Linked DNA regions of Mus musculus: region 2 is linked to region 1. The links are chromatin contacts, called in public HiChIP or PLAC-seq maps. All regions are on one chromosome and are shown on one strand. Each heading gives the region's core, a stretch centred on a gene start, on an enhancer-like site or on the middle of the called end of the contact. The rest is flanking DNA. Distances are from core to core; before and after follow the strand shown.

Evidence for each region. HiChIP or PLAC-seq counts read pairs in DNA pulled down with a chosen protein or histone mark.
Region 2: an H3K4me3 HiChIP or PLAC-seq map of embryonic stem cells shows a contact between it and region 1, with 6 times the contacts expected there. The contact joins the promoter of Gpatch4 here to the promoter of Insrr in region 1. A contact is called at or near these places in 3 of 39 promoter capture datasets (cranial neural crest, embryonic stem cells and liver), 5 of 115 datasets of contacts at active chromatin or transcription factors (bone marrow-derived macrophages, embryonic stem cells, large pre-B cells and 2 more) and 2 of 9 other capture datasets (liver and pancreatic islet).

What each region holds. Positions count from the first base shown.
Region 1 is chr3:87,795,193-87,799,084 of GRCm38.p6, forward strand. Insrr (insulin receptor-related receptor) reads left to right here and starts at 1,759. Exons shown (of 22, transcript NM_011832.2): 1 at 1,759-2,316. The coding sequence starts at 2,232. It also overlaps a transcript of Ntrk1 not described here.
Region 2 is chr3:88,041,688-88,045,177 of GRCm38.p6, forward strand. It overlaps Gpatch4 (G patch domain containing 4), which reads left to right and starts at 1,419. Exons shown (of 8, transcript NM_001110809.2): 1 at 1,419-1,492.

The DNA.
Region 1 (3,892 bases), core at 509-3,008:
TAGCTGCCGCCGCCCGGCCTCGCGCGACACGTGCGCGGGGCGGTGTTAAAGACTAGCCACCAGGAGAGGGCGGCACCCACGGCCCCGCCCCGCCCCGCCTGCCAATGCCCCCAGTGCCCCCTCCCCTTTTGAGGCCCTAATGCCAGCTCGCCTTCCTAATGTCCCTCGCGGCTGCAGGAGACCTGGGGCGGGGGGCTGCCATAGATTGCCTCACAAGTGTCTTCTGAGGCTGGGGGAGCTAGGAAGCTGATACCTTATTTCTCACAGTAAAACAGCTGCATTTTCAGATTTGCGGGGAAGTGGAGAAATTGAGCAAGGGAAGGGTTGAAGTCCAGGTCATCCCAGCCAGCCTCACGGTGCACTTTACTTAAGAGGGTGTGCATGTCACTTGGAATAAGTTAGGTGAACGCTCTCCAGACCCTAGTAAGGAAAGGGAGAGGGCCTCAGCATGGCTGGATGCAGAACCTGGGGAGAAAAATAGTGGGAGAGAAGAGTCCTTAGAACACAATTGGAGGAAGATTGGAAAGTGGAGACCTCTCGGTCCTCAAAAGACCACAGGGTGGCGCTAGAAGCCCTCGCGCCCGGCGTTTGCGCTCGGCCTGGGGCTTCGAGGGCGGAGAAGAGCAGTTCTGAGCCTTTCTAAGCTGTGCCTCTGGTCTTAGGGTCAGTTCCCAATCCTAACCATCCATCTGGGGCCCCAGAGCCGAGCCATGGCCAGGCAGACCAAGCTTGGCATCGATCGCCGTCCTGACAAGAGCATCGATTTCTGTGCGGAGAAATTAATAGATCTCTTAGTTCTTCGGACGTGGGAGCTGGGAACCATCGGCTCACGGTATTTGTGAACCTGGGAAGTCTCAGGCCCAGCATCCAGGCCACTAAATGGCAAGTCTTGCGCAATGGCCTTCTTGACTGCACGTATAAGTGTCGCGTTTAAGAGATCATCCCATCATGAATTGTCCTCCAAGTGGCCCCGAATAAGTACATATATAGAGACCCACTAAGCATCCTGAGTTCTTAAAAGTAACCAAATGGAGCCAGGCAGTGGTGGCACACGCCTTTAATCCCAGCACATGGGAGGCAGAGGCAGGCAGATTTCTGAGTTCGAGGCCAGCCTGGTCTACTTCCAGGACAGCCAGGGCTACACAAAGGAACCCTGTCTCGAAAAACCAAAAAAAAAAAAAGTAACCAAATGAAGGAGGAATCTCACAGAGAGAAGAACGACTCGTCTCCTAGGGATTTGAGCCAAAACCAAGGGATTTGACGGGGACATACCCCGCGCCAAGGAAGTATGTTCAAAGTAGCCTCGGGAGGCTGGGAAGGGCTGTGAGAGGCGAAGTGGTGAGGTCGAAGTGGTGAGGTCTTCAGGTTTCACCAGTGGAGTCCGACCTGTCCAGGCTGCGGGAAGTTACCCCGCAGATGTCAAAACACCTGTTGGACTCCAGAACTCCCCTGCAAATCAAGCCAGGGAGCCCAGCCGCTCCCTCCAGATCTGCAGCGAGCGGGTTGGGGGGGTGGGGATGGGGGAGAGAGGGAAACTGAGACAGAGAGAGGGGTTCCAGAGCTCAGTTCTTGGCCCCCAACCTTATTTCCCCAACACATCTGTCCCCCACCTCCCTCAGTTGACAGGCTAAATATTTTCCCTTGACTTGGTGGGAGGGGCGGAGAGAACAGAGAAGTCGGCGGGCGGCGGCGTAAACCAATCCGTTTCTGGAAAGGGCGGGAGCTGGGCGAGGTCCCTGCCTTTCTGCCCCACCAGCCGCGGCCGGTCGACCGAGAGTGGAAGTCTGCATGTCCAGGAGGTCCGCGGAGTGTCTCGGGGTGGAGTGCTGCGGGTGTCTCGGGACCCCGCTGCCGCCCCTTGGGGCACTCCCGGGGCTCACCGGGGGCTTCCACTCTGCCTCCCCTCAGGACTGCCTGGACTGTCTGGATCTTTGTGTTCTGAATCATCCTCCCTCTGGATGCCTCTCTGAGGCTCCTCCACTCCTATCTGCATCTCTGTCCCAGTATCTGTCTCTGGACCACACTGAGGCTGTCTCTAGCTGCTTGTCACAGGCTTTGTTTCCTCTGTTCCGAAATTCTTTTCTATCTCCCGCGGTCTCTATTTGAGATCTCTAATCCCTTTGCCTTTGTGTGTCGTCGTCGTCCCCACCCCTGCCACTTCACACTGGAACCTGGGTCTGCATCCTCCTTTCTCCCTGGAGGATACCTGGAAGACAACCAGGGCTGAGGTCATGGCAGTGCCTGCTCTGTGGCCCTGGGGAGTACACTTGCTTATGAGCCTGCTGTCCTTGGGATCTGGCCTGGACACACTAGAGGGTGAGTCCCCAGCAACGTCCGTCTAACCCCCATCTCCCTCCAGAACACCTATACTTAACTTAGTCTTTGGTTGGTTGGTTTTGGTGTCTCCAGACAGGGTTTCTCTGTGTTACCCTGGCTGTCCTAAAACTCTATCTGTAGACCAAGCCGGCCTTGAACATAGAGATCCACCTGCCTCCACCTCTCAAGAGCTGGGGTTGAAGGTGTGCAGCACAACTGATTCCTAGTTAGTCTTTATTGGGACGGGAAGACGAGGATCAGCTCTCAGAAGGACTTTTTGCCAGCTAGAACTGTTATATGAAGAGTTTTCTCTCTCAGCTCCCCTAAGAGGTTAAGGAGTTAGAAATGGAACGAACAGATGTTCTTCAACTCACGGCTGTTAGTGAAACCGCGATCCCAGTAAAGTCTGAGTTTAAACCAAAATGAGACTGAGAATTGGAGGTTGCTTCTAGGGCCACTGACTGATAAGAGGCAGGCTGGGATCGAAGCTGAAAACCAGGCACCATTAAGCAATTTGACTTACTGTGTGGATTGTAGGCTCAGAGACAGGAGAGGCAGACCCAGGGCAAGTCCTGAGCTCTGGCACCCCAGGCTTTCATCTGTGTTGGTGGGGACCCTGGGGTCCCACTGTGGGCAGGAGGGCTGTCTGAGAGAGGACTGCCTCTCCTCCGTAACTCAGTGATATACCTCAGATTCACACTTCTCACCAAAGGCACCTAGGGAGTGGGAGTGGGACTAATGCAGACCAAATAGCCCCTCATGGGTTGCCAGGGGCTATGTGGGACAAAGAAGAAGCAACAGAAGAGGAAACAGTAAGTGTATAACGCCATCATTTAATCTGCCTTTGTCCTCCATACAGAGTTTGGGAACTCAACACTCTGGGAACGGGAAGGGTCTTAAAACATTCTTCTAAGTGGGGGCTTCCAGGACCAAGCCAGGGCTCCCTTTCCTGTAAGGATAATACAGATGGACTGGGGTAAGGTGTCTCATGAAAGAGGCCAGAAGATTTGCAATGCATGGTGATCTACCTGAACGCCCTACCCCTGTTCCTTCTGTGCCAGGACACTGCACAGCAGATGCTAGGCAGGAGCACAGTTGTCAAAATAAAGCAAGCATGCCCTGGGAGTTAGTGTTTGGTCAAGGAGCCCAGCTGTTGTTTCCCAGCGAAGCTCTCCCTGGAGCTTGGCCTGAGGACAGGCAGGGGTTAATCTGCAAAGGTCTTAGATTTGTTTTTCCAATGTCTCACATTAGGGGAGCTCTGGAGAGGCTAAGGCATGATGGGAAGTGGGCGCCTGAGGGAACCCCCCCACCTGCCTCAAAGAGCCTAATTGGCTTTCATGGAGGGAACAGAAGTGTTTTTCCTTCTCTTCTTTTTCTGTGTATGTACCTGCCTAGTCTAGTGTGTGCGCAAGCATGTGGACACGCACGTGTGCAACAGCCGACAGTCGAGCATGGACCACAGAGAGAATGTATAGGAAGACAGGTCTTCCTGTCCTCCATCCCATCCAAATCAGCCTTGTCAAGTGCTAAGGCAGGAGGGACTGGGCTAGCCTGTATGGAAGAATGCGGGGTATGG
Region 2 (3,490 bases), core at 169-2,668, 250 kb after region 1:
ACTCTCAGCTCCTCCAGCACCATGTCTGCCTGCAGGCTGCCATGCCTCCCACCACGATGATAATGAACTGAACCTCTGAAATTGTAATCCAGCCCCAATTAAATTTTTTTTCCTTAGAAGAGTTGCCTTGGTCATGTTGTTCCTTCACAACAATTAAGACACTATCCTAATATGGGCCTCACACAAATGATACACAGATGTGACCAGATAACTCTTTTGTTACAAAAGACTCCCGTTCTCTTGACATGGTCAGGGTAGTAGGATGATTTTCAGAATTCACCCATTGCATCTCTGTTTCTGCTATCATGGGTTTTGTTTTGTTTTGTTCTGTTTTGCTTTTTTAAAGATTCATTTTTAATTATGTGTTTCTGTGAGTGGGCCTGTGTATATGTTTATAGATACCAGCAGAGGCCATGGGTCCCCAGGAGTTGGAGTTTACAGGTACCTGTGAATACCCAACATGGATACTGTGCATCTTTTTTTGTTGTTGTTTTTGTTTTGTTTTGTTTTTCGAGACAGGGTTTCTCTGTATAGCCGTGGCTGTCCTGGAACTCACTTTGTAGACCAGGCTGGCCTCGAACTCAGAAATCCGTCTGCCTCTGCCTCCCGAGTGCTGGGATTAAAGGCATGTGTCACCACCCAACATGGATACTGGTAACTAGACTTGGATGCTCTTGAAGATCCCCCACTGTAATTTCTTTTCTTTTTAATTAATTGTTAAGGATGTAATTTTATATGTGTGTGTGCGTTGCCTGCATGTATGCATCTGCAGTTCAGAAGTTAGAAGGTGTTGGATCCTCTGGAATCCATATGGGTGCTGGGAACTCAATCTGAAACACTCTTAATGGGTTAGCTATCTCTTCTGCCCTCAGTGTATTTTCTTTATTATATCCTTTGCCGTAATTGCGTTCTAGATAACAAGCAAATGGCTATTCCCATATGGGGAGGCAATATGAAACGCTCTTTTCCCTTGTTTTTGGGCGGCCGGCCGGCCGCAGAAGCCTACAACTGCTGGTGGGAATGGTGTACTTGCAGCTCCGGTGCCCTGGACCCCTTTTCGTCTCCTCTTCTTGGAGCAAGTCTACATGCTCCTCCAAGTTAAGGGTCGAGTCTTAAGTGTTCTTGTGTTCCCAGTACGAAAGGGACAAGGTAGTGTGCAACCAGTGCTGATCCCGCTACGCAGAGCCTGAGTGTCCTTGCCTCAAGGGAGGCACTAACTCCGGAAAGCTCAGGATAGGGTCGGGGGTGGGGGTGGGGGTGGGGGACCCGAAACAGAGGTTAGGGCGGCGCATTGGCTTCCAACAACTGCAGGAAGGAAACTAGCACCCAGCCTGGAACTCAGTTTCCGTGGCAAACATCCAGGGGAGTGGCTACTGTCAGGACGTCTCTATGGTTTCTGCATCCTAGAAGGGCCAAAGTTCACTTCCGGGAAGATGGCTGCACCCAAGTCGGGTGTCACACGTGCTTCCACGGAGAGGACTGTACACTGACGGTAAGGAGCTTGCTTTCCCCAGGGGCGGGAGCAAGGGCGAAGATCGGAGAGTAGTTCCACCCTGCTGACTCTGTGGCTGCGGGGCTTGGATTTATAACCGGAGGAAAAGGCGGCGGCTGGTCCTCTAGGCTGCTGCAAACGGGTGGCTCTGGACATCCCTGGAAACTGGCTGGAAAGGAGACCGCGTCTCAGTGTACTTGCAGCCTTCGCAGATCAGGCTGCGTCTGCCCACGCCGGCCCATTGCAAGTGCGTTAAAAAACGATTCCTACTGTGTCACTCATTTCAGTCCAGAAACGCTGAACGATTCTCAAGGGCTGGGAAATAAAGCTTGCCTCCGCCTTCCGGGAAGTGTGGTTTTGAATTACTGTGATGAGAAATAGAATGTGGGGAAGGCTTACAGCAGAAGAAAGAAGCTGTAAAGGTACAAAGCAGTGAGTTGCTCATGAAATGCTTCACTACCAATCCTGGATCCACTACTTGCCAGTTGTTTGGTGTTCGAATTAGCAGTGTTCGATTTCTTCTTTGTAAATTAAGGCTAAGTAATACCTTCTTATAAGATGTTGGCAGGCATCAATGAGACAATCCATGTGAAGCAGTTAATAGCAGGTTCGTGGTGAGTCAATGCACTACAAGTGTGGGGTATGATTATTCTTACTGTTAAAATAGTCAGAAATAATTTGGTATTTATAATAAGTGGTATTTGCATGGTGACCTCAGCATCTAAATTTTACTTCTGTTTCCATTTCAAGAAGCAAGGTAGCACCTGGGAGAGAGGCAGGCCAGTGTAACCCAGGCTAGCCAGGCTAATTAGTAAGCCCTCAAAAACAAAAAAAATCCAAGAAGACCACTTCTTTTTTTTTTTTAATTTTTTTTTAATTAGGTATTTTCCTCGTTTACATTTTCAATGCTATCCCAAAGGTCCCCCATATCCACCCCCCCCAATTCCCTACCCACCCACTCCCCCTTTTTGGCCCTGGCGTTCCCCTGTACTGGGACATCTAAAGTTGGCAAGTCCAATGGGCCTCTCTTTCCAGTGATGGCCGACTAGGCCATCTTTTGATGCATATGCAGCTAGAGACAAGAGCTCCGGAGTACTGCTTAGTTCATATTGTTGTTCCACCTATAGGGTTGCAGATCCCTTTAGCTCCTTGGGTAATATCTCTAGCTCCTGCATTGGGGGCCGTGTGATCCATCCAATAGCTGACTGTGAGCATCCACTTCTGTGTTTGCTAGGCCCCGGCATAGTCTCACAAGAGAGAGCTATATCTGGGTCCTTTCAGCAAAATTTTGCTAGTGTGTGCAATGGTGTCAGCGTTTGGAAGCTGATTATGGGATGGATCCCTGCATATGGCAATCACTAGATGGTTCATCTTTTTGTCACAGCTCCAAATTTTGTCTCTGTAGCTCCTTCCATGGGTGTTTTGTTCCCATTTCTAGGAAGGGGTTAAGTGTCCACACTTTGGTCAAGAAGACCACTTCTTTACCCCGTTTTTGTGTTGCTGTATTCACAGTTCCGTTTCATTTGGGCTTCATGCAATCATCCTTCCTAATGGAAAGGTGGATAGACATGTGATTCTTCCTAAACTCGACTGTCACGATTGCTAACACCCTGCCTCCATTTTATAAGGTTTTGTGAGCTTTGGGGCATTTAGCTATGCAGAATTGAAGAGTATTCCTAGACACCAGAGTACACAAGAGCATAGTCCCTTAACAAAGCATCGTTATCACTGGTGTGGTACCTGGGAAACTACACAGTCTATGCAGTCATGAGAAATAGAGGGAGCCAGGCATTTGTGGTGCATGCCTTTGAGGTCAGCCTTGTATACAGAGCTAGTTCCAGGACAGCCAAGGCTACACAAAGAAACCTGTCTCAAAAAATAAAAAAAGGGGGGGAGGAATAATGTGGGAGGATTTCTGAGAAAAGACGTTGACATCATAGGCCTCTGGAAAAGTCCCAGCCCAAAGGGGGCCCTGGATCACATTTTGAAACTGATAGA